Linked DNA regions of Sus scrofa: all the other regions are linked to region 3. A link is a contact called in public Hi-C and HiChIP or PLAC-seq data. All regions are on one chromosome and are shown on one strand. Each heading gives the region's core, a stretch centred on a gene start, on an enhancer-like site or on the middle of the called end of the contact. The rest is flanking DNA. Distances are from core to core; before and after follow the strand shown. Region 1 overlaps ZBTB20 (zinc finger and BTB domain-containing protein 20). Region 2 overlaps ZBTB20 (zinc finger and BTB domain-containing protein 20). Region 3 overlaps ZBTB20 (zinc finger and BTB domain-containing protein 20). Region 4 overlaps ZBTB20 (zinc finger and BTB domain-containing protein 20). Region 5 overlaps ZBTB20 (zinc finger and BTB domain-containing protein 20).

Evidence for each region. A called contact is a pair of places that touch in the nucleus more often than the background predicts. HiChIP or PLAC-seq counts read pairs in DNA pulled down with a chosen protein or histone mark.
Region 1: an H3K27ac HiChIP or PLAC-seq map of skeletal muscle shows a contact between it and region 3. The contact joins two enhancer-like sites. A contact is called at or near these places in 2 of 47 Hi-C or Micro-C datasets (embryonic fibroblasts and skeletal muscle) and 1 of 2 datasets of contacts at active chromatin or transcription factors (skeletal muscle).
Region 2: a Hi-C map of subcutaneous adipose tissue shows a contact between it and region 3, with 3 times the contacts expected there. The contact joins two enhancer-like sites. A contact is called at or near these places in 11 of 47 Hi-C or Micro-C datasets (embryonic fibroblasts, fetal heart ventricle, heart right ventricle and 5 more) and 1 of 2 datasets of contacts at active chromatin or transcription factors (skeletal muscle).
Region 4: a contact with region 3 is called in a Hi-C map of liver, with 6 times the contacts expected there. The contact joins two enhancer-like sites. A contact is called at or near these places in 6 of 47 Hi-C or Micro-C datasets (embryonic fibroblasts, epiblast stem cells, liver and 1 more) and 1 of 2 datasets of contacts at active chromatin or transcription factors (skeletal muscle).
Region 5: a Hi-C map of skeletal muscle shows a contact between it and region 3, with 4 times the contacts expected there. The contact joins two enhancer-like sites. A contact is called at or near these places in 2 of 47 Hi-C or Micro-C datasets (embryonic fibroblasts and skeletal muscle) and 1 of 2 datasets of contacts at active chromatin or transcription factors (skeletal muscle).

The regions. Positions count from the first base shown.
Region 1 is chr13:145,384,588-145,389,954 of Sscrofa11.1, reverse strand. The region is part of intron 4 of ZBTB20 (zinc finger and BTB domain-containing protein 20); the gene reads right to left. Among named protein-coding and RNA genes, the nearest start is that of DRD3, 380 kb to the left of the region's middle. Within about 2 kb of position 2,389, at least 4 of the 83 cell types and tissues checked have an H3K27ac peak or open chromatin away from gene starts, as enhancers often do. A contact at or near this core is called in skeletal muscle, where this site is marked.
Region 2 is chr13:145,359,284-145,364,544 of Sscrofa11.1, reverse strand. The region is part of intron 4 of ZBTB20 (zinc finger and BTB domain-containing protein 20); the gene reads right to left. Among named protein-coding and RNA genes, the nearest start is that of DRD3, 410 kb to the left of the region's middle. Within about 2 kb of position 3,459, at least 17 of the 83 cell types and tissues checked have an H3K27ac peak or open chromatin away from gene starts, as enhancers often do. A contact at or near this core is called in liver and subcutaneous adipose tissue, where this site is marked.
Region 3 is chr13:145,593,625-145,598,915 of Sscrofa11.1, reverse strand. The region is part of intron 6 of ZBTB20 (zinc finger and BTB domain-containing protein 20); the gene reads right to left. Among named protein-coding and RNA genes, the nearest start is that of DRD3, 170 kb to the left of the region's middle. Within about 2 kb of position 2,630, at least 47 of the 83 cell types and tissues checked have an H3K27ac peak or open chromatin away from gene starts, as enhancers often do. A contact at or near this core is called in liver, skeletal muscle and subcutaneous adipose tissue, where this site is marked.
Region 4 is chr13:145,402,222-145,407,230 of Sscrofa11.1, reverse strand. The region is part of intron 4 of ZBTB20 (zinc finger and BTB domain-containing protein 20); the gene reads right to left. Among named protein-coding and RNA genes, the nearest start is that of DRD3, 360 kb to the left of the region's middle. Within about 2 kb of position 1,335, at least 13 of the 83 cell types and tissues checked have an H3K27ac peak or open chromatin away from gene starts, as enhancers often do. A contact at or near this core is called in liver, where this site is marked.
Region 5 is chr13:145,448,908-145,453,901 of Sscrofa11.1, reverse strand. The region is part of intron 4 of ZBTB20 (zinc finger and BTB domain-containing protein 20); the gene reads right to left. Among named protein-coding and RNA genes, the nearest start is that of DRD3, 320 kb to the left of the region's middle. Within about 2 kb of position 3,166, at least 15 of the 83 cell types and tissues checked have an H3K27ac peak or open chromatin away from gene starts, as enhancers often do. A contact at or near this core is called in skeletal muscle, where this site is marked.

The sequences.
Region 1 (5,367 bases), core at 1,140-3,639, 210 kb after region 3:
AGAGTAAAAAAGAAAAACTTGTAATTCTCTAACCCAACAATATACTGTTGAATTTTTGGTGGGTTGTGCCCAGTTTGCAGTCTCCTCTGCTCTGTCAGGAGTAAGAAAGATCCTTCTCATTCTTGTTGGCAGAGTGACCTAAAAACAACGCCATGAGCTGTTTTGCTATATAACTTCACGGCCATCCTCCATCTCCATTCCATTTTTTATTTCTAGGACATTCTTGGAATGGCATAAGCTATATGTGACACTTCTTAAAAATTTATAGGTCTTCTTTCTTCTGGTATTGCTCCCTGAAAGCATGATCCCCATGCCACCTTATGATCTCCATGGAGTTGGAGCAGAGGGGGCCTCAAGATGCCCCACAATTATTATAATATTTGCACTGAAATTATTTTTAGAAGCCTCAAATGCTCTGATTTTCTGAACACACAGAAACGCTTCTTTGCAAAGTACTTGGCTTTAGAACATCTTCAAAAGCTAAGGAAGTTGAAGGAAGAATACAGAGAGGTGATATACTTGGTGTTTTTTTTTTTTAAGGAAATTGATCTGGTGATTATACCATTTAATCCTTTATTGAGGATCATTTTCTGAAAAAGAGTATTAACACTTTTTTCCATGCAGATACCCGAGCATTATTCTTACTGTACATTTTTAAAGTACTTTATCCTCCTTTCAATAAATTTAAGCATCTGCCACCTTTGTTGCCACTGTTAATGAAAATAAGTTGATAGTTATAATCGTTATCTGTGTTATGGCTAACTTCCATTGATTGCTTTCTATGAGTTAGGCAGGTTACCTATACTATTTTTATTTAATTCTCAAAATACTTCTATTGCTGTGTTGTTGTTATTCCTATTTTGTAGATGAAAAAACTCAGACTTGGGAATGTTGAAAAACTTGCCAAATGTTATGAATCTAGTAAAAGGCAGATGAAGACTCAAATCTAAATCAGACTGATTTCAAACCTCCCTTAATATCATTTTCCAGATTAGGTTTATGTGACCCTTACTCAGGAGTGCAAACCATACACCAAGCTTTTTTTTTTTTTTTAATCTATCATCTTTCTATTACTCTGTGTGTGTGTGAGAGAGAGAGAGGGAGAGAAAGAGACAGAGAAACTCTAAATAAAATGTTATGAAATTTTTCTAGGACTCCCTTTTCCTCACCTCTAAAATTGATAGCACCTACCTCAGAGGTTTATTGTGAGGACCAAATGAGATAATATAAGCGAAAGCTTAGTACACCTAAAATAAAACATCATCATTATTGCCATACAAGTTTCCTTCCTTTGCATAATGGATGTATTCTAGAGAAGGTGATTATGAAAATGTATAGGCTTAACTTCTATTATCAAATCACAGAGCAATTGCATTATAATATCATAGAAAGAAGGTTCCTAACAGATTGAGAAGAAGACTTGATGTAAGGCAGGGATTCAGGTAGGGGTTGGGTCTATGAGTGTTACGGGGGAACAGACTGTTTTAGCAACATTTTCTAGATACTCTTATCTCCCTCTCGTCAGCCTCCTTGGTCTAGTAATTCCTGAATCTACTCCAGTGGTTTTCAGAGATGATTTCCTTCTTTTCCTTGGTCTAGTTATGAGGTCCAATGGAATTTCTAGGCAACAACAATACTTTCCCTGAGGCACTGTCCCATACATTGTATAGAATAGTTAGAAATTTTCCTTTATATGAGATTTCCAATTAGGTAAATTCATTAGTACCCTACTTACTCTGTATATTCAGCTATAAGTTTCAGTATATATGTATTAATAATACTTGCATTAGCTTCATCATATTTATTATTTTGAAAGGGTGCTGGATCAGAAGCCACGTCTTCTACCTTCTTGGAAACCCTACACTTACTAGTGAGTTCTATAAATAAAATGAAACTTTAAATAGTACTGACTTCACCTTCAACTCATAACTAAACCTGTCTCTGGGCCTGAAGTGCTATTTTCTCCCTCTAGTCTCATCAGATATGAGTGTGTCATGTTACTGAGACCAAGCTATATGCTCTCACAATTCACTTCTAACAACCACTGCATCTTGGTGCTTGCGTTTTCCTGAGGTACCAGGACTTATTTTTAAATCAATGCCTTAATTTTTTTTTTCTCTCAGCATACCCTTTACTTGTGGAAAATATTCTGAAAGAATGGCATTTAAAAATAAATCATGTGCTGCCCACACCAGGGGAAAAGCAGCGATTTTGAAAGCATCAGATTCAACTAATCAGAGGCACAACAGCCCTATTAAAAGTATTAGCTTTCTTATCTTTAGAGCTCAGGTAGGAAACAAGATCCAACCTCAGCATACCAATGGGTATCAAGTAAGAGAGGTCAGCATAGTCTACACCCTGATGAGGTAGCTTGGACACATCAGCTAGAAGTATTAAATTCTAAAAGGAAAGCTTGTTCCAGATTATCTCACATATGACAGCAGCCTGGGATGCCACCAGACAGCCTCCCAGGTTCTAGACCAAGTCAAACAAGGCACATTTACATTGGATTTAATATTTTGTCAAAAGCAGACTATAGAATCTACTCAAGACCACTTTTACTTTATTGGTTGTTCATATCCCCATATAATGTCTGTTATCCTCCCATTTTACCATTCATCCACTTATTCAGTATATAATAAATACCAAGTACCTTAGGGAATGGGTATATAGATGATGGATAAATAGATAATCAATAGATAGACAGAGAAATAAAGAATAGATTTCTAGCTAGGTAAAATGAGTAATGACTTGAAGAAATGACTAAAGAAGGAGATTCCAGATGGAGAATCCATTAAACTGTTAAAGGATAGATGAGATTTCAAAGTATAGAAAGGGAAGGGAAATCATTTCAAGCAGTGTAAACTGCATAAAAAAAAGAGATTATCATGCATTGGAAAAAGCAAGTCATTTAGTTTGTAAAAGGGAATATCAAGAAATAAAATAGGAAAATTTTATGCAAATTTGGGTTAGATCACAGGAGAACTTGAGTGCTAACCAAAGAACATCACCCTGTCAGTAATCCAAGTATGAAGAAAGTTCAGTAAACAGTTTAGAAGCATTATAATTGCAGTAGAGTACTGTAATACATTACAGACTCTGAAGCTTTGGGTTCCATAGAAGAGATGCTACATTTAGGGGTAAGGAAAAGGTCCTCACATCTAATGAATGAGTCTTACTCCAGCTAAGATTATCTGGCTTCATCTATTAAGATTAATCATATCACATGACTTAAACAAGAATCTCACCAGCTCCTAATCACACTGACATTGGTTCTTCATTCTCAATAACAAGTTCTGTAGAGTTGCCTAAAAGCTGATGGTAAGTCTGGCTTAGATGAAAGAGGTGAGTATCTTAAACACATGTGAGCTGTTTGTAGAAAAGTTTGACATAAGTTGCTATTTGACTTTGAATAGAGCCAATATGTTCATACATGATTGGTTACTTGTATATGTTTCATTCTGGTTCTTTCTATGATCCAGAAAGTCATTTCAGTGTATTTGGAGTTCTCAGATACCCTTACATATCCTTTAAAGTTCACTGCTAAATGTGTATGATTCTTTGATTCTAGTTATCAAAGATACACTCCTTTCCTAGCACTTCCTATTCCCCTCCCCTCTCTTGCTCTCTATTACATTTACAGACTTTATCCAAAAAGTCTGCTTTATATTTTATGGCATATTTGTTTTCTGAGAGAACTCCAAATATCAGCCCTTTGAAGACAAGGATTTTTTTTTTTTGTATTCATCTGTTTTGTTTACTGTTATAACCCCAGTACCTAAAACAGATACTTTTTAAAAGACCCCTTTTGAAAATGAAAGCAAAATGTAGAAGAAGGTGAGCAAATATTAACTGGAGTGTGGGGAAAATCAAGCTTTCTACGTAAAGCCTCCCTCCAAAAAATCATATGCCATATTAGCTGATTTGAAAATATCATCAGCTAATAACTTCATGAACTAATTTTTTACAAAATTCAAAGCATTCCAAAAATGTACGTATTTGCTTTTTAACTGTTTCTGAAATAACAACCTTATTTTTCCACTGAATACAGATGGAAATCATGGCAAAGAAAGATTCTCTAAGTACAGTAGACAAATTCAGGGGTTCTGACTCCTATGCACTATTTTATACCAGTTTGTATTTCAAAATTAATAAGATTTTAGTGCTGAATTGCATAGGATACTAGAATTTGAACCAATAATGAATGTCATTAGCTTGCGGCCTCTTTGCTAGCACATGGTCTTCCAACAGAAACAAAAACCAACCAACCAACCAAACAAAAACAAACAATAATATAGAAAGAGGAAAGGTGAACATCCTCAAAGGTTAAACATGGTTATTCTTTTTTTGTTTTTGTTTTTCATTTTATGGTCACACCTGCAGCATATGGAAGTTCTCAGGCTAAGGGCTGAATTGGAGCTGCAGCTGAGGCCTACACCACAGTTATGGTACACTGATCTGAGCTGCATCTGTAAGCTATGCCACAGCTTGCAGTTACATCAGATCATTAAGTCACTGAGCAAGGCCAGGGATCAAGCCCACATCCTCATGGAGACTAAATCGGGTACTTAACCCGCTGAGCCACAATGGGAACTCCCTAAACATGGTAATTCTTAATTTTAATTTTAAAATCCAGATTTTTCCTCTTTATTGCAATGTATTGCATCCTGCTGGCGGAAAGGAATGAGATCTACTATACTCTGCAAATGCATCTGGTCAGCCACAGCTTATTAAGCTCTGGGAACATCATGGCTTTCCTTTCCTCAGATCCTCCTTTAACCTGAAAATATCTTCTGGATTAAAAACCTCATTCAATACATTTTATTTTTCAATATAAAAATCTAAACTACCAAAGTACTAAAAGAAAACATGAGCAAATCCTTTTGTAATCTTGACATGGAAAGGGCTATCTATCTGACTCAATATCTAGAAACCATGATAGAAAATATTGGTAAATCTGATTATATTAAAAGTAAACTTATGTATGGCAAAAATATACACATGGGGTTCCTGTTGTAGCTCAGCAGTAACAAACCCGACTAGTATCCATGAGGACATGGGTTCAATCAATCACTGGCCTTGCTCAGTGGGTTAAAGGATCCAGTGTTGCTGTGAGCTGTGGTGTGGGTTGCAGTTGTGGCTCGGATCCCATGTTGCTGTAGCTGTGGCATAGGCCAGCAGCTACGGCTCCAATTTGATCCCTAGCCTGGGAACTTCCATATGCCGCAGGTGCAGCCTTAAAACACACACACACGCACACATATATACACACACATACCATTAGCAAAGTAATTAAAAAGAAGGACAAATTGGGAAAAATACTTTCCAACTTATACAGAAAAAAAGATTATGTAATTAATGTATAAA
Region 2 (5,261 bases), core at 2,210-4,709, 240 kb after region 3:
TTGATTTAAGAAACAGTGGTTACCTATATACTACCAACTATCCTGGTATTTTGGTATTGCTTTATTTTAGTAAGTAGCAAAACAAAGAAATAAGAGAAAAGCACTAACCAGAAGCTGCTTTATATTCCATAAAATAATGTCATTATAAGTAAAAGCCTAACATCTCGAAAATGTATAGATCAATAGTACCAACAGCCTGTAAAATACTGGTCTCAAAATGGTTAAAGAGAAGCCCTCCTTAAACCAAGCTTGGGTATCAGTAGAGAAGAGCTATGAGGAAACTGAGACATAGATTCAGTGATGAAACACAAGAGTAATATGAGATTGCATCCATATTTCTACTCAGTGGGGTCAGCTCAGACCCCCATCAGCAAGTGACACTTCCTGCCAACAGGACTTTCAAACACCTCTCCCTGTGCATTGGTACTATAATACAGCAAGAGGAGAGGGAAAATTAAACAGAGGGAAAAATCAGGTCCAGCAAAAAAAAAAAAAAAACAAATCAGTACAGATATTTTATTCTGGAGGAAGCAAACTGCCTGATGAGCTAATGGATAAAGAAAAATCCAAGTATCAAATAAACTTAGAAGAACCACTTCTAGATAAGGAAACGGAGGTGGGGACAGAATTATCAGCAAATAGTGGTGATGGTCCCCAAACAAGGAAGAGAGCAATCTCGAGAGTAAGGTGGTGTGCAGCAAAAACTGCAGGAAAAAGAGAATATCATCACCAAAGCGGGGAAATACTAGTAGAAGATTTCTTTATAGTGCTTTGAAGAGAGGTAATAAGGACCCACCATGTATTCCCAATTGTTACTCCTTAAAGATACACAGATGTGTAAGATGTGTAAAGAATATAAATTTTAGTGTCCATTCCACAGCTTATTAAATTGTCTCAACACATCTTTGATAAATGATTATTCTTGAGTAAATGAACTTTTTAGCATCAGTTTCCTTCTCTGTGAAATGGAATATTATCACCTTGAATTACCAGAAGGATTGAATCAAAGTCTGCCAATCCTTACCACAGCAGTATCTGTCACAGGGTGAGCACTCAATAAAGTGCTTTTACTTTACTTTATTTTTTATTTATTTAAAAAAAATTTAAGGGCCTTAGGCTAGGGGCTAAACTGGAGCTGCAGCTGCTGGCCTACGCCACAGCCACAGCAATGTCAGATCCAAGCTGCATCTATGACCTACACCATAGCTCAAAGCAACACCAGATCCTTAACTCACTGAGTGAGGCCAGGGATCGAACCCGCATCCTCATGAATATTAGCAGGTTCCTTTCCACTGAGCCACAACAGGAACTGCAATAAAGTGCTTTTATTTTTATTTGATTATCATATCATCTTCCCAAGTGTCTAGCAAAAGAATCATTGCCAGTGTCCTTCCACTGGCATATGGTTCCATTCATACAGAGTGGAACCAATATGAAGATGCTAGTAAAATCAGTTGAATAACATTCCTCAGAGAATATTGCTTTAAAAAGTTTATTTCTGTCTGGATATGTTAAACATTATACTTGAACATAGAGGATGTTAAAAATCTATTATGTTAAAATCTTGATTTAGGGTATCTACATTGTCAAAGCAACTTGGAGCTTAATAGCATTCAGTAACTAGAGGCCTAAAAAAGAAAAGAGGAATTTTTAGAAGCCTCTCCAGAAGCAACAGGATAAAAGTGCTATCGGCCTTGACCACATGATGAGGGTTTTTTACCAAAGGGGAAAACTTAGTCCAGTTGATCATCCCAGCCTAATTGATTAATTGTGGGTCTGACCATCTGGCTGATGAATGCTGACACCCAGCAGTGATTACTGTGTAACACAAATCCGGATGTGCTCCCCCTGATGCCTCCCACAATAACGGCAAAGCTGAACTTAAGGTTAGTTTATTCAGGCCTCTTGGCTCAATCTGTTCATGGAACAGTGGTTATGGCAGGGAATATTTTACTAGACCTGGTCAAGCATTATCTTCTTTTATTTCAGTTACCCACTCCTTTCCAACTCCACGCCTACCTGCTCTGAGCCCTTTCTTGTACATAATCACTTTTCATGCAAAGCATCCCATCTGTAGTTTTCATCATACTGTCTGATTCTCTCATTTCCGGTTGCTCTACTCTAAAAAATATTCGACTTGTCTAAAAGACCCATGTTGCTATTTCACAGGGAGTCCTATTGGGACATTTTTTATTGTATCTTCTTTGCTACTGGTTATCTTCAAATTATCCTATGCTTCCAAATAAAGAAAAATATTTTGCCTAACACCTGATTATAAGGCCTCCATATGGCTCAACTTCTCTATGAGGCTAATGGAATAAAAAGGTTAACAGAAGATAATTTTCGCATCTTAAATTTACATCTGATCCTCAGTTAGGGTTTCCCTTGGAGAAGATTCTCCCTACAAGGACTTTGGAGCACATATCAGTGCAGAGAAAAAAGTCAGGCTCACATAAATAATGGGAATCAATAGCAATGCCACCCACAAACCAATCAAGATAACCTGTACATGGGAAAATTCTCTAAGCAAATCAAATCTGAATGCATAAATACGAACCCTGGGGAATTACAACTAAAGGATCCTATTATTTTTTGTGGGAAGACATGGGGGAGTAAACTGGCACAAAACGCCTTGCACAAATTTGGCCAATGAGTCACAAGGAAAAAGAATCATGCCTTCCCCCTATCCTTTCCCCAGCCTGATTTCTATCTCAAAATTTATCACTTTTCTTGCTCCCCACAGATGCTGAATTCTTCTTTGTTCCAGGCTGGGTTAGTGTTAATTTTCAGTAGAGAATGGCAGCAGCATGCTGAACTACAGAGTTCCAGACTGGGAGTTGGGAAATGTTTTTGGCCTGACTGTCAGTAAACAACTATGTGTCTAGGGCAAGTCAAGTCCCTTAACTCCCCATGTCTCAGTCTCTTCATTGAAAAATGATAGGGTTGGACTGCATGAACTCCATAGTCTCTGCCAACACTAAGATTCTATGGTTCTATAGCTCATTTCCTTTTTCTCTCTGGCACCAACTGCTCAACAACTCTGCTTATAGTCATTTCTTTGCACTCAGTTACCGATGGAAAAATATCGCCTTCATTTACTACCCAGTATTTGGTATTTCTAACCTTTCCCTCTTTTTGTGATGCTAGATATTTTGAGTCATAAACATGAACATATCCAGATAGATGCTTTAAATTTGAAAGCACTTAAGGAGAATAGCTTTCCCATGTAGAAACATTTAGTGCAGCTCGGCATGGAGGAAGCCAGGCATCCAAAAGTGGAGCAAAGGGGCCAATTCACAAATGAGAGGAAGCCTTTCATAATAAGAGTCTCCAGATTCTTCAATTTAGATAAAGCTACTAAATTCCAACTACTTTTCCAATCAATCCCAGACACCCTCACAGACACTTAGGACTACAAATCTGAGGACCAGCACTGGCAGTGATGCAGTTATTTCACCTCCACCATGTATTGCCAAGTAGGATTTAGGATGGCATAGTAATAAGAGCCAAGAGGACAATCTGTCATTTATTTTCCTCCAAACTTTTTGAAATTTCCCATTTGGGCTCTGTTTCCCAGTTTTAATTTGGTAACTGCCATTTTTCAGCATTTCTTTTAACAGGTTACTAATAATTTCTGATACAGGATCTCATATTTCATTTTGTGCTGCTAGAACTGCTGTTAATATTTCATCTGCCTTCAATTCAGCTCTGAATTAAGGCTTCTGAGCTTTTTTTTGATACACTGTTCTCACTTTGGTTCTGGGGATTTGATCACCAGTGTTCACCCAGTTTGTCCATATCTTGTTAGATAAGAATAATACATTGTCTCAGAAATATCTCAGGGTGTGCTGTACATTCTAGAGATACATTAGAGTTTCTTTTTTCTGGATCTTTGATCAAAATCACATAAGTGTTCTGTGTTTGTTTACCCAGGTAGCTTGCTATTTACTTTTGTGGTAACGTTCTGGAAGCAGAGAGCAATGGTTTACAGCCAGGGCTCACAGGAAGACCTAAGTTCAAATTCTGGCTCTGAAACATACTGCAAATACCATGTTAGGTCAGTTCCTTAACCTTACTGAACCTCTATTTTTCTATTTGTAAAATAGGGATAATAGCAATAACTACCTCTATTGCTATGAGTTCTCAAAAAAGAATGTTATCTTTATTCCCCTAGTATTAATAACCTACAAATTCACCTTATAGTGTTTTTATTTTGCAACATCTTTTCAAGACTAGCAAGTTACCTTTGAAGTCCAGACTTTTACAATTTGCTTTAGTGTAGTTTACATTAAAAAAAAACTCAAGTAAAATTAAGTAAGTACTTTAAAATTGGGTTCTGAAAACCACATGTATAATTACAAATGGTATATAGATAGCATCATAGTCTTATGTCACCTTTAAATCCAGTATCAAATTCTCAAAATTCTGTTCATTTAATAGCCAGGCCTGGATAAGGCATGTCATACTAATTCTAATCCATTCCATAAAGAGATGGCTTAGAATATTTACTTCCCCCCATTTGCAAACAATACAGATTATTTTAATACTTTTTGGTCATATATAGGTCAGGGTCCATCAGGAGTGAGAAATCACACAGCAATTTGAACACGGAAAGTTTAATATAAAGAAGTACTAACTAGAACAGGGGATTGGAGCAACAAGGGAGTAACTAGTAAGAAGTAAAAAGAATTGTAAGGTATATAAGAATAAGCAAATATAAGGAGCAACCTCAACTTCTGAGGCTGATGGAGGGTGCCCAAGGAAGAGTCCCCTACAACTCCAGACTGGGATCCAGCCCTTGTTGGACAAGATGTAGCCAAGGAATGAATGAATGAATAGCAGAGACATTGCTATAGAGCTGTGTCAGCAAAACTTTCCAGAAATCTGTACTCTAGCGTGCAAGGGAAGCTGTTCACAGGGAGGCTGTCTCATCTGAGGCATACTACTATGTAAACCACTCAGTGTGTGTATGTGTGCTTGTGTGTGTGTGGTGGGTGCTGGATGTAGCAGCTGGCTTTTGGGCACTGGAGAAGCTACCTGTGCTTTAGCTGTTGGCCCCAAGGCAGCTGTGTGTGATGCAGAAGCCAGGCTGGAGAAACCATGCACACTGCAAGAGGCTACCAAAAAAGTATAGGGGAGCCAGGAAGGAAAACCTCTTCCTCCTATTATGTCTCTCTGAATCCTCTGCCAACAAAGCAACCTCATACAGCTAGGAAAGGAAAAATATTTAAAGAACCCTGATATATTTTTGTAGAGCAGAC
Region 3 (5,291 bases), core at 1,381-3,880:
AATCTTTTGCCGACTCTCTGTTGAATGGGTGACTGAAGAACTAGTCCCCAAATCTTGAGTGTCTTCATGGACCTCCAAGGAGCTGGTTTCTATTTTTCAATGTAAGGAAAGGACCAAGACCAAAGTTTCCAAAGCCCAACTCCTTTCCTTCCATGAAAACCCATGCCTCCTCCACGGTTCCTATTTCTATCACTGCCGTCTGTCACCAGGTTGGAAACCTCAGGATCATACACCTTCCTCTGCCTTAAAGCCAGTGTGTCAGGTCTTGACAACTGTTCTTCCTTCATATTTTGCACATCTTTGTTTCCTTTCTGTTTCCATTGCTATCGCTTTAACACTTTTTATTTAGACTGCTGTTTACTTTCTGACTACCCACCACCTTGATTTTTTTTTTTTTCTTTTTATAGCTGCACCTGTGGCATATGGAAGTTCCAGGCTAGGGATCACATTGGAGCTGCAGCTGCCGGCCTAGGCCACAGCCACAGCAACACCTGAACTGAGCTACGTCTGTGACCTACACCACAGTTTGCATCATCGCCATATCCTTAACCCAACGAGTGAGGCCAGGATCTAACCCACATCCTCACAGAAACAATGTCAGGTCCTTAACCTGCTGGGCCACAATGGGAACTCCCCCCTTGACTTTTCTAGCTTTGCTTTCATTAAACCTGAGGTGACTGCGGTAGCCTGGCCTAAGGTGAATTCCCTACCTGCTCTCCCTTAGCTCCCATGTCCCATATCTTAGCCTTTCACATACCTTGAGTATTCCCAGAACATCCTGGGAGATCTATATCTTTGGCTCTGTATCTTTACTCAGGTTATTTCCCTCGCTTTGAATGACTTTTTAAAAACTCTAATAGCTGAAATCATATCTTTCCTTTATACTTATTAAATATTGTCTCCATCTCATCTTGTAATTATCTCGATTCCTCTCTACCATATAGGACTTCTCTAGCTCGTTCTCAATTTTCTCTGAAATCTCCAAGCACTCTGTACTTCTCTTATTTTACTCATTAAAATTTTGTTTCAATAATGGTTATTTATGTGCTTATTCCCTATGAGACTGTAAACTCTCTGAGGGTAAAAAAATGTCGTAGCTATTTTTGAATTCCCCATGTTCATCCATTTGTTCCTTCCTCCTTCCCTCCCCCTACTCATTTATTCATGTATTCATTTCACAAATACTTATAATGTGTCTATGATGTGCCAGCATGAGCTAGGAAATAAAACAAGCTGGTTTCTGCCCTCCCAGACTTGCGGTCTAATGTATACTGTTAAGCAGAGTAGCTTAGACAAAGCTGTCATTCAATATAGGTTTGTTGATGGAATGAAATTGAGTTGAAATGAAAGTTTATTTCGAGAATAGCTATAGTCTGAATCCCAATTAAGTCTCCTACTCCTTATGCAGCAGTGAAATCTACCTTGATTGGCTGTTTTTCCTCTGAACCCATGAAGGGCATCTGATCAGAGTAGGACCATTTTGCTCACTAAAGCTAGGCTGGTCCTCATGAGTCATTTAAATATCAGGATGAAACACTAGTGACAGATATCACTTAGAAAAAATATTTAAGATGCTCATGGACAAAGCCTTCAGCTGTGTGTTTCAGGGAATTAAGGAATGTCTCTTTCAAACAAGAGTACATGGCCAACTCACCAACATTGCTCTTTTAACTTTGCAAAAGTTGCATTGTTCTTTTTATCAATGGCCTTGCTTCCCTCCATAGATTTGATTCTGCTTCCTACATGAGTCGGGCACCATACCCTCCTGTTTGTTGTCTCAAGGGTCACCTCTGGAGAACATAGCATAGAGGCATTGCAACCACTTCTATGTGTAGAAAATACTGAAGCCTCAACCCTTTGGCCTCACCCCTCTGTTTGCCTAGTGTCATTCACTTATACTCCTGCACAGATAACAGAGATCCACTCACTCTCCTTAGAAACAATTCCTTTCCCACCTCACTCTTCTCCAATAATTCTAGACTCCCTTTTTCCAGAGCTGGGAAACACTAAGACAACAACAATCTAAGTCTAGACATGCACAGATGTCGTTTTGACCCTATTTTTGCAGTTCGTAGTTTATTAAGGAGGAAAAAGTAACTCATGTAGTAATTAGTTGCAAATAACCTTCTTTGGTTGTGTAAAAGAATTATATAAACATGGCACATCTGAGGGCAAGTCTCTCCCAGCCCCGGTGGCTGTGCATTATCCCCTGGAGCCTTTAGAGGGCAGCAGCACACCGGATGACTCCAGGCAGCTTGTCAGGCGAACTCCTCACCAGACCAGAACCTTCCTCCTGGTCACCATGCCAAAGGTTGGTTTGCCAAGCTCTGGCCGCTTAGCCTCTTTCTTTCTTTTCAGTTTCTCTCTCTCTTCTTCTCAATCTCTCTCTCTCTCACCCTCTCTCCCTCCCAACCTCTCTCCCTCAATGTTAAAATTATACACTCTGATGAAGTCGCCCCTCAACCGGAAAATGAAAGCTCCAATGAAAAAGTTAGACGAGCCAACGACAACAAAGAAAGAAACTGGGAGAAAGGGGAAAGGGGGCTGGTGAGGGGGAAGGATTTAAGAACAAGAAAAGGGCAGATGTTTCGTAAATATATGCAAAGCAAAACTGGGTGTACCCTGAACACTTCCACAGAGAAACAGACCAATCATTGTGCACTTCCTCCCGCCACACTGGTGGAGCTCTGCATTCAAAAAAAAAAAAAAAAGAAAAAGAAAAAGTGTGGCCGTAGGCACCTGCCTTTCAACGGTCAGTTCTGACCTTCTGACTATCTCCCAATTGTCCAAAGAGAACAAAAACATTTTCATCTCCCCACTGCAAACCTTTCTGTTATGAGAAAAAGGCTGCTTCACAAACTAGGGAGGTGTTTTAAGGTGACAGGGCAGCTGAGTTAGCCAGCAGGATCTACTGGTTTTTAACTCTCATCATGCTGGCCCTGGCAACACGTTTTGGGCTGAAACATAGCAGTGAGTAAGGTTGTGGATGATGTTGGCTCTCTCCTTACCAGACCATATTGTATGGGGAAAGAAATATACATGAAAACATATTGAGGAGATGGGAGGTATTAAGCATGTTAAATACATGGAAATTAACTAGATCGGTGGCATTTGATGTATAGATTTCACACGTCTTTGCACATATTGCACACATACAGTGATGGCAATGCTTGCTGCAACATATGGAAAATAAATATTTTATCTGTGCGAGTTCTCATCAGTCTCTAGGGGCTGCTGAGAGGAGAGTATTCTCTTCTGTCTCCCTCTCCCAGTTTTCTCTTCTCGCTCAGTTCCCACCCTTTCCTGCACATTAATGTGCCTTTCACTTATCAGCCTGGCTGGATGGAAAAGAATTAGTCAGAACCTCCTTTTGATAAACAGTCATTGGATCATGACAACTTTGACCCATGACCCTCCTCATCAACCCCTCCTCTGTGCCCCCGCCCTGATTTTTTTTGGCTTGGTAACCATTTCCTTTCTCTCTTTCCCAGTGGTGCATGGAAGAGGCTTGGGGAGGGGGGCATAGGGGAGGTGGTACCAAAATACCCCAGTGGAGGTTGGTGGTAGACCTGAGGTACACCATCCAGTAGCTGTGTGCCCTAGGGACATTCCTTTGCTTCTCTGGGCCTCAGTTTTTTCATCCATAAAATGGAAATAATAGAACTTACCTTAAAAGGTAAGTTCTAAGGGCTGATGTGAGGATTACATGAGATAATTCCTATAAGAGAGTGGCACAGTGCTGGCACACGGAGTGCCCCGTGATGGTAGCTCTTTCACAGAGTGTCAGTTCTGTGGTTTTCATCATTTCAGCTATAAGGAGGTACTTCCTTTATCTTAGTAACCTTTTTAATATCTAGATCAGGTCAGGGGCAAATGGATGGTAATTGTAGCAAAGGCAGAAAGAATCTAGGGTGAGCAATCCCTTCTTCAACATTTGGATTTTACTGTATCGCCCTCCTGACACATCTTTCTGCTCACATGTGGCTTGTTGCTGCTGCTCTACCATTAGCTCCTCTTGAAGCTGAGGGTCAAGAAAGCTACACTTGGCCTAGAGAAGCCCAGCAAACCTGAGCACTACGGTCTTTTCATTGAAACCAACCTTTGGCACTCCAGCTTATCACGTTTTCTACAGTTTATCCTTTCATCACTTGGTCTAATGTTCTCAGGTCCATTTAAGATGTTTTCATGATTAAGATATTTTATTCTCTCAGTTTTTTTAACCTTCTTGGCAAGGTTGATTTATAATGTTTTTCAGTATATTTCTCTCCCTGTATCAGGCAGGATCTTGGCAAGAACCAGATGGCACACTCAGAGGTTTTAACCGAGGAGAGTTGAATGAAAGGACTCGATACTGAGGTAGAGAAGGGGCTGGGGACCCTCAAGGGATGAGAAGCACCAGGGACTAGCAGTAGGGGGAAGTTGTTAATCTCAGCTTTAAGCTGCTGAACCGAAGGAGGAAATGTGTAGAGGACCCTACATCCAGTCAGAGCTGAAGCTGGGCTAATAAATACCTCTCCTACTCTCCCATCTCTTGCTGATCCCACCCTTTTGGCCAAATTCAAAGAGAAGCCAGAGAAGAAGGCAGCCTGAGTAACACAGTCCAGAGAGGTTGGGCTCCTGGGCCACGTATCAGGGCAAAGAATGGTTCTGGGGTTTTGTGTGTGTGACGGGTGAGGGGGAAACAATCGGCATACCCCTTCCCTGCCCCTGTTTCTTTCACTCCTTTCCTCCCAATTATACTTTCTGGAAGGAAAGATATGACAAATAAAATGAAATCAATTCTTAGTGTCCATGTACCTATTTTGTCTACTTGATATTTATGGGGGAAGAAAATCTACTATAAGGTCTGTGAGAGCAGGGATTTTGGTTGTTTTGTTTGGTGCCACACCCCTAGTCCCTAGAACAGTGCCTGGCACATAGTAAATGCCCAATAAATTTTAGTCGATTGATGCTCACGTCTGCTGTTCCAGATGCTTATACATACATAATCTCATTTAGTTATTGCAACAATGCAGGAAAGTAGGCAGGTTGCTGAGCACGGTTGTACCGGTGGTATGGGAGTGGGTAGGTTTTAAAATCTAACACTCACCCCTCCTTACCCACCCCCCGGCCTTGAGACCTGGCAGAGGGTATTGTAAACCCACAGGGAGAGATGCATTTGTAATTAGTCCACATTTTTCTGCCATATTCACCTCATGGGGTTTTATACCCAGCCATTCTCTGTTTTATTATTATTTGTCTTTTACATATGAAGAAGCTGAGTTTCTGAAAAGCAGAGACGGTAAGGATTA
Region 4 (5,009 bases), core at 86-2,585, 190 kb after region 3:
ATCGGTGTGTAAGTTATTCAAGTAAAACTATCTTTGTTTCAAAGAAAGTCTTAAAAAGTAATGTAATTTCTGAGTGAGTATTGCTTGAATTGAAAGTCAGACCTCAATTTAGGCCTGGCTCTGCAACAACCCTGTTGTGTACCTTTGTTCATGTTATAAAACATCTTTGGGTCTCAGCATCCACATCTTTAAAGCGGGAATGATGCAAAGTCATAACCCTTTCATCGAGCTCCTTTCCAGCCCTACGATTCTATAAATATAAAAAAAATTACTCTGGCACTAGAGTTTTTCATTTCTTCCTTCCTTTCTTGTTTTCTTAAAATAAACAGACAATCAACTAAGTAAGTAAATACATATTAAAAGCACATACACTAATCATCTAGCCCCCTGAAAAGGAAAACTTTTTTTGTTGTCGCCATTATCTATTCCCTAAAGGATTTAAAAAGAAAGTTCCCATAAAAAAGATTTTCATTTTTTTCCTAAATCAAAAATAGCCTATCATTTCTTTGCCATTTAAGTTCTATTAAGAAAGAAAACAGAAAATCATTACAGAAATCATATTAGGAAGTTTAAGAAGGAAGGAAAAGTCACTAAAATTCCATTTAAAATTCAAATGGTTCATTTACATGTTTTCTTCCATGGAAGAGATAAGTGCACCCTCAACCTACCTTCACTTTCTTTTCTAGGGGCATTATTCTTAACTGTGCAAAACAAGGGACCCTCTTCACACACACTTCCCACCTGTCTTCAATGGTAACAAAGCTGGGGTATAGATTACAGGCTGAGATACTTGGGATGGGAGTAAAACATTTCATCTGGGAGATAGTACTGTGGTCAATTTGTCAAATCTAAAAGAAAGTTAAGCTCCATCATTACTTTCACAAGAAATTTGGGTCCTATGGCTGAATAACGATAATCATTTTTACACAAGTCTTTTAAAAATGAAAGTACCTGGGGGCACAAGCCAGAAATTAAGTCTGAGAATGCAAGTTTTTCTGTCAATATTTAAACCAGATAAGACACTATCAATGTACTTTGAACGAAGCATCTGAAAAAAATGTAGGGCACCTGACATTTTGGTGAATAAGAGAAGCTCAGCTTTATGAAAAGGCCAGTCTTTGGGGCGAAAGCTCCATTGTTCCAAGTGCTGATATGCCTAAAGCACCAGCAGAGGCCGAATACTGGCAGGCAATAGGCAAGGCTCCAGTTACAGGTGCCAGCTCTGGTCTGGGTGCTGATAAGCCTGGGACCCACCAGACTCACACACAGGGAACACAAAGGGTGGGTCCCCCAGGAAGGGGAGGGCTCCTAAACAGAAAGGCAAAAGTCTGAAGTTGTACAGTGTATGAGCACTCCCTACTGGCTGCTGAGGCTGGAGATGAACTGGTAGTATCTTAGAAAGGGCTGTCACATGTTTCTGTGAGGCGGCTAATGGTCATAAGAGCATGGCTCTGATTAGGTTTAGATAGCTCCAGCTGTTATGCCCAATGAGCAGGAGGTGAGGAGAGGCTACTGATAAGGGGAAATCCAAGAATTGGCAACAACTGTGTCAAACGTATACCATTTTCATGAACTCTTCTAGCTACAGTAGTTCCCCTTATCTGAGGTGGGTAGGTTCCAAGACCCCCAGCGGATGCTTAAAGCTCCAAGTCACTATAACAAATCCCAAATACATATGTTTTTTGCTATATACACATAGCTATGATAAAATTTAATTTATAAATTAGGTATCCTAAGATATTAACAACTAATAATAAAAAAGAACAATTATAATATTACATTGTAATAAAAATTATATAAATGTGGTCTCTCTGTCTCTGTCTCAAAAAAATTCTTTTTGTACAAATTTAATTACTTTTGCATCTTAACTAAGCACTTATCCTGCACTGTGGCCATAGCTATTGCAGTTTGAGGTATGACAGCAAAACGAGAATGAATTCCTTTTTCCTTCACAATTTCACAGATAGAAGATTCATTCTTGCCATAGATCTTAGCAATCTCAGCATATGATTTTTTTTTCCTTAGTAAGTTGAGAACTTTCACCTTTTCAATTAAGGGGAACACTTCACAGCTTCTCTTTGGCAGATCCAATTTGCAGCATCACTACTCTTGTGCTTTGGGACCATTATTACATAAAATAAGGTGACTTGAACATAAGCACTCTGGTACCATCTCAGTTGATCTGATAACCAAGTTGCCTACCAGGTGACTAGCTGGTGGGATGCCCTGGACAAAAGGAGGATTTACATCCTGGGTGGGATAGTGTGAGATTTCAGCATACTACTCAGGACGGCACACAATTTAAAGATAATGAATTGTTTATTTCCATTTAATATTTTTGGATGGCAGTTGACTGTAGGTAACTGAAACTGGGGAAAGAAAAATACAGGAGTGGGGCTTGGGTGGATAGTTCTGTATTAACATTTTTTGAAGTATATACAGACCTGTGTATGTGCATGTGTGTGTCTAAGGTGGAGGGGGTGTGGGAGGAAATGAGTTTCTATGCAGCCTATTTTATCCCCACAAAAGGAATCCTTAGGAGAGTCCAAAGTGCTTATAACATTTATGTTTTACCAGAAAACCTCATCCATAAACTTGACGGAACTGCCTAGTAATGTGTTCACTATACTGCTGCACCTCAGTCCTAGACAGATGGTCCTTGCTCATTTGTACAAGCCTGGGGCAACAATACTGGTAGGTCCCCAGGGCTCTGCTCTGTTAGGGTTCTTCTATATACTAAGATGAAGGTCAAAATGGGAGCCTGCTAAAAGCAGCAGCATTTCAGTTTCAGGAATAACTTGCTTGTCATCAACTTGTTAATGCAATAGTCAAACATTTCTTTGACATGTACAGTATCAGCTAACTTCAGCAGATAAAGGGTCTAGAACAGGAAGATGCTGCAGATGCTTTAGCTCGGAGGAAGGCTTAGCAGAGCCAAAACGTCAGCAGGGCCTGTTTGTTCCATACTTTCCATCGGGCTCTGTGAAAGAAATGTTAGATGACTGCAATGACAAGTTTGTGACAAGCAAGTCATTTGTGCAACTGGTGCGCTCCTGTTTTTATCTGTTTACCATTCAGACTTGTGAATGCCATTTCAAGCACTTACAGGATTTCTGGCTCCCATTAAGGGGAAATGGTTTCTCCATGTTTAGAATTTTCTGCCTCAAAGAGAATTACTAAGCAATTATTTATCCCTGTGGTCACAGTGTCACACAAAAGCACTCGAGTTGTTTAGTTGGACTCTGAATCATGAAATGGAGTCCTAGGGACTGGGTAGCTTGGAGCATCAGAAATTTCTCATCTAGTTTATTGGAATGACTACAAAGCAAGCCTGTAAGAGTCAATAAAATTGTGGCCAGCTTGAAATACCTTGCTCTTTTGCTCTGGGATCATATATCAAGGCCATATGTTTCAAGGCACATAAACTCACTTGTAATGAGTAGATCCTGAGAAGCCAAGGCCTGACTATGTCACAGACACAGACATGTGATCTAACATATGATAGTTTTGGTGACAAGGACTGTTTTAACTGTTGAGAAGGAAATTGACATGGCCTTTTCCCTGTATTCTGTGGGTAACCAGAGGCCCAATTCAAAACCAGAAGACATTTTAAGTGTGTGGTCAAAGGTAATATTATCATCTAAAACTAACACTTAGGATCACCCTCCCCAGGATGACTTTTGCATAGTAAACGGATATCCTGGCAGGTTTCAGATCAAGAATTCAAGACGGTCTCTCTGGATTCTTCATTTGGGATTGTTGAGTGACATCTAGTGAGTCATTGTAACCTCCTGGGAGGAGGGTACAAATAACAATACCTAGTCTTGTTCACCTGACATGAGTGGCCTCAGGATCAATGTTATAAAACATGAAGAATACTTCAGAATGCAAGAACATGAATATTATTTCCTAAAAGTCATGTATTTTTAATGACTTAAAATTTTGTCGATTTTTGGCACTGAATGTATAAATGATTCTAGGTTTGCCTCTTAAAGAACATGGAAGCATGACGTTTTAAAGCAGGAAGACAGATGCTCACAACGTCTGAGGAAGCAGGCCAAGGCTGGAACAGAGGTTGGAACGTGAAGGACCAGCCAGAAAGCGATGATGTAAAATTAAGCAGAGCTTGGTCTGGGTGACTAGAGAATGTTATAGAAATGGATAACTGTCCTTGCTGAATAAAAATTTTATTGTTAATAATCATTTGCCAGGCGCTATATGGGTTACGCGATTTACACATGTGTAATACAATCTTTACAACTGCTCTATGGTGTGTATATTATTCATTTTTTTTTCACATGTGGAAACTAAAACTTAGAGAAACTTAAATACCTTACCATAAATCTGTAAGTAGCAGAGGTTTGAAGGTATTTTGTCTTAATCTGAAGTCCTGATACTCGTAACCACTAAAGAACTAAAGTCATTTCCACTCCCTTCAGAAGACTTTTCTCTCTAGTTTACTGGCAAACATTTTAATCTGAAAAATGTAGATATTTGAAAATTTGATCTAAAAGGTCCAGTGAGAATATTCTGGCTCTAGCTGTGTTGCCATCCTTCTCAGGCCTCTGGGAAAGCTGAGCTTCATCAAGATGTCATTCCTTTTGCCTCAGCCTGCCCTATTCCTGCTTTCATACACCAGGGAAGAGGTGAAAGGGATTCTAACCTAATCACATATCTTTGTGCTGTGAATGCAGGGTGTTTGGCTGCATCTCCTTGTGTCCATGCCAACTCCTTTCTCTCTCTTCGTGTACATAGCCTTTAGTTCACTCTGCTCTTTGAGCCTATGTTACCTCCAGTGAGCCTTCCTTTGTCACTTGCCTGCTATTGTTTTTAGGTGGGGGAAGGGGCGGACATCTTTCTTACTATGACAAGGATTACTGAAACAGTCTAAACTTCAAACTTTGCACAGAAAGTAGCCTTTGTTCAGTCTTCTGCTTTGTTTCTCTTTAATGATAGCTTTGACACAGGTCCTGTTCTTCCTATGTAACTCAGAGCTATGCAAATCCAAC
Region 5 (4,994 bases), core at 1,917-4,416, 150 kb after region 3:
GTTACCATCGTCTTGTTACTGCAGTGGCCACTAGATGGCAGGTCCAAAAATCTGATTGGAGGGCACTTCTTACACGGGAAGTAGAGTAATTCTGGTTCTACAATTCAACCCAGCATTGGTTTATTAGTAAGCCTCTCTTGTTGGCCAGAACATTGGGTGGATAGGACAATCCCCAGCTTACTTCGCAGAGCTGCCGTGAGAAGGGAGCGCTTTGATATACAGGTTTGGGAGCATTGTCATCATGTACTCACAATCCAGATACACCCAGGCCTTTACACTCCTATTAACAGACTTTCTCAGATCTGGCTTTTATAAATGTTAAGTTGTATTTCATTATATGATGGTCTTTGCAATACCTTACCATAATCTCAGGGATATAAAAAGTAGTTGTCTAATCTGCCTCTGTGAGAACATATGGAAAAGACCACTGGGGATAAACAGAGCTTGTACCACTTAGCAATACATATTTACCAGTAATTTCAATTTAGTATTTTATATCTCTCTTTACCTCTATATGTCTATCTATATCTATACCTACATTTCCTATACCAGAGGTTGACCATATACTCATGTAAGTTGTTTTGGAAAAGAGAATGTCTGCATATAAAAGACCTATTATTTAATAGAAAAAATAATAAAGTCCCATGATTGAAACTGATATGAGTATATTTAGAACAAATTCTTTGTTGTATCCACTGTCATTTTCATTTTCTTGCACTGAGATGGAAGACTTCGAGAAGTGGATCGTATAAGACTATGAAAGAAGTCATTCTTAGGCCAATTATTCTGAAGATAGAATGTATCTGTCTCTTCAAGATTTTTTTTTTTTTTTTATTACTAGATTATCCCGATGTCAGTGATTTGACCACATGGACATTGAGTACTTTTCTTTACCTTTTAATTAAAGAACTGACCCTATGATTTTCAAAAGTAAAGAATCACAACTTCTGAGATAATTTATCATTCTCACTTGAGAAAATATGTTCCAAAGTCAAATTTATTTTTGTACAAAAGCTGTGACATGCATTTTGATATACATTTAAGCATCCATGCCAATTAAAATTTTCTAGCAATGAAAGCAACATAAACTCAATTACCGTCATACAATTCACTCATCACTCACCTTTTGATCCCTCTTTCTTTTAAAATTTAGGTAAGAGGATAATGGTAAAGGTGTTAATTTCCCCTACCCTTGCTCTGTATATGTGGACTGTTAAATGTCTACATGAGACATATGAAGAAGAGGATATATGCACTGGTCTTTGGAATAAGAAACAAGATTTTTTTCCATAAGGAATAAATATGGATTGTACTGATTACCACAGAGAAGATTTTACATCAGCATTAGCTGACTTCCTTTAGTTTGGCAGTAGAATTTAAAATGTGATGACAGAAACAATTTATGATGAAGCTCCATGGTTATTTCTACAGAATTATGGTGAGTGGAATTTAACTCCCCCCACCCCCACCCCCCCGCTAAAACTTGGGCTTCTCTTACAGAAAGAGCAATAGAATGGAAGCCTGGGTTCCATCCTGGTTTGACAGCTGCCTCACTGGGTGAGATCCAGAGGTTTTGGCCTTCCTGGGCTCCTCTTCCTCACCTTTGAAATGATATTTGAAGGAAAAAGGCTGTGATCCTTCTCTGCTTTAAGGTTCAGCATCCAGTGAAGTAAATTATTCTGCATTGCAGATTTTTTTTTTTTTTCTTTCAGAAATAGACTGATTTTCTCTGATGAGAGAGCAATGTTAAGGAGATTGTCTTGAGAGGTAACATGTCCCAACCAACATTGTGGCTCTGACACATGAGTGGGGGGAGATTGAAATTGATACTTCCTTCAAACCCTCCCTTTCCCCTTTGGCAGCACACTTTCATGGACTCCTCTGTTGTCTGTAAGTCCAACTCCTACACCAGAGACCCTCCCTGACCCCTAGGTACTCACTTGCTAATTATTCCAAAAACCCTTTACTTTTCTGCTTAGCACATAGTCAAGTGCCATTTCCCAGCCCTCCCTGCAGACAGCTACAGTCTTGTGACCAAATTCTGGCCAGTGGGATGTTGGCAGAAGTCATGTGTCCTGCTCCAGGGCTCACCAACAAGGGTTCCTTTGCAATTTTTGCTCTGTCCCTTCACCAGTCTTCTGGCTGGATGTCACACCCAAGGTGACCTTGGAAGCTATGTGCTGAAGGCAACAGAGCTTTGGCCAACCTGGATTCCTGACCAGTCTTTTACATAAGCAAAAGATAAGCCTTTACATTAAGCCACTGAGGTTTGGAGGTTTATATATTATAGAAACTAATATTACCTTAACTAAGAAGTCCTCTAAACCAGAGCTCAGCTCACTCTCCAAGACTTTTTATTTCTTCTGTTTAACATGTTTTCATCTTACAATGGATTCTTTACTGATGCATAAGATCTTCGAGGGTAATATATGTTTTATTCACTTTCTCATCCTCCATAGAACTCCAGCTAGTTGAATAAATGTTCAATAGCACATGGCTAGTTTGGAAATTATAGAAGGTGATATTTTGAGTTAAAAAAAAAAAATCCTAGCTTTTTCCCTGTCCTATTTAGGTGAAAGGTAGGGATGAGGAGTTTTTTTGGAGTGGAAATGTTATATTGTGACAACTGTAGTCTTTCATTATATTTCGTGTACTGTCTTCCTGATAATCATGCTCCCTGAATAAAGTACAAATTAAGTACTTTGAAAAAGTTTAAAAAAAATACCAAAAAGGAGATTAGCGACGAGATAAACCGAGAAATATGAGAACTGAGGGATTAAAAAAAAAAAATGCTTTGCATTGCCTTACACTAGCCCTACCACTTACGAAATTACAGCTAAAACTATTATCTCAGGTAGATCATTGCACTTCTGGTGCCTTACTTCAGTGTTAGTATTGCCCTCTTTTGAGTCAAATTCCTTGGACATTTTCTGTTTTATTTTTAGCTGACCTCACCACAGCCCCTCCCTGATACACTTCACCCTTGGTTTCCTCAATACTGGCAGGATTTTCTCATTCTCTGTCTCTGACTGTCCTCTCTCATTTTTTCTTTGGCTCTCTTTCTTGTCCACTCTTGAAGTATGAGAATTTCTTAGTATTCTGCTCTGGTTTTTTCCCTCACAACTTGTCCTTGAGTCATCTCATCCGGTCTCATGGTTTTACCGACCACTTCCTCACAAATAACTCCCTAATATCTCCAGCCCAGCACTTTCTCTGGAGCTTCAGATCTGTATTGTCTATGGTGTCTTGGACATTTTAAGACAATCTAAAATCTTGCAGCAAGCTGGAATACAACAAGCCCCCAAACAAAAGCATAACTTGTCCTTTCTTGGCAAATCTCTTCTTCCTCTTCCTGTGCTCCCTCTCTTGGTAGATGACATCAAGTTAGACACATTAAACTCTGACTCTTCTCTGTCCCTCATCCAAATTAGCTAATTAAATGATAACTCCTATGGTGTATTTGCAGTCTTTTTGAGATTTTTAGCCTAAGTTTGAGGATTAGAGAAATGAAGGCAGATTAAAAATGGGACTTTTAACACAATGTCAGAGACTTACTATTATGAATTTCTTCACACAAACATAAAAAGGGCAAGAGGTACAGAATGACAAAGAGAAAATTTTCATACCCTTCCATCATACCCGAGCTACTCTATAAACCAGCAGAGAACCACTCTGAGAGTGAACTATTTTGTTAAACTGGGAACTACTTTGAAATAAAATTGAATCAATGGAAAGGATTTTTGCGGAAGTGACAGGAGCTTTTTTGCTCACTGCTGTTCCTTCCATAGCCTCTGCAGAAAAAAAAAGTTTAAAAAATGTCCCTAATGTCTAAGCCTACAGAAACTCTAGGCCTGTGGCTTTCATTCCTTCCTGGGTATAATTGTAAGAGCTTGTACTGATTTTAAGTGTTCTATTTTCTATTGACATTCAAATGAGACTTCCCCCTCATCTAATCAGTTGCTTTGATTTCGTGGTCTTAAAATTCATTCTTCAACGTTTTCTACAATTCTTCAACATTAATAATAACTTCCTATAGCAACTGTGGTCCTTTTTTCCTTCCCTGGTGATATATTTATCATCTATTACACAAACCTCCTTTTTGCTTCCTCCCTTTGCACCACCAGCTCTAACATCTTAAATTTTCATTTGACATACTGCTTACCTAAATTATTTCATGTGTGTTCCCATCCATGGAAATTCATTTTTGTGTGACATAAATCCCTACCCTATTCTATTTCACAGTAATAAAACTTTATACTGAATTGCCAAAGAGATCGGTAACCAACCACGCAGTTTAAATTAAGTGCAAGATACACATGTTTGAATATTCTTCTCTCTGTCTAAGATGTGTAGAGACAAGCCCTGTTTGTGTCTGAGCACTCTGTCATCTTACTCAAACTGTTGGAGTTAAATCATATAAGAATAGTTTTCTCACTGTGAGTCAAAAGTAACTTCTGCTATGAAAAAATAAAAAGCACAGTAATGAAATAATATATCCATTAAAAAATCTCTTATAAGTAATGATTATAGTTGGGTTCAGTCTCTGAAAGAAGCAGCTCATGGCTTGAGCACATGCCACTGCTATTAAAACTCACCCAGGGTTGGCATTCTCATTGACTATCATCTCTCAGTAACTTTGATGGTTTCCAGTCCTTGTTCATGCTAACCTTTGCTAGTTGTGGTAGCCATGGTAAATATCCTGTTTATTGGATTTTATTAGCATTTTAAATTTTGACATTTGGAAAAAGCACAATCCTCCTTCTTTTTCATCCTGTCATTTTTAATGTATAAGTGTCCAGCCTCTTTCCAATTTTAAGTTTTTCTCTCTTAGCTTTGGAAGATTATAATTTTGGAAAGTCACAATTATATTGACAGTTTGTGGCCAAAATATATCAATGCCATAAAACAAAACTTTAGTTTGAAGCATTATTCATACAACTTGAGAACCAAAGTTTACTTCTGTTCCAGTTATTTGGCATTTTTGGTGAAATAAG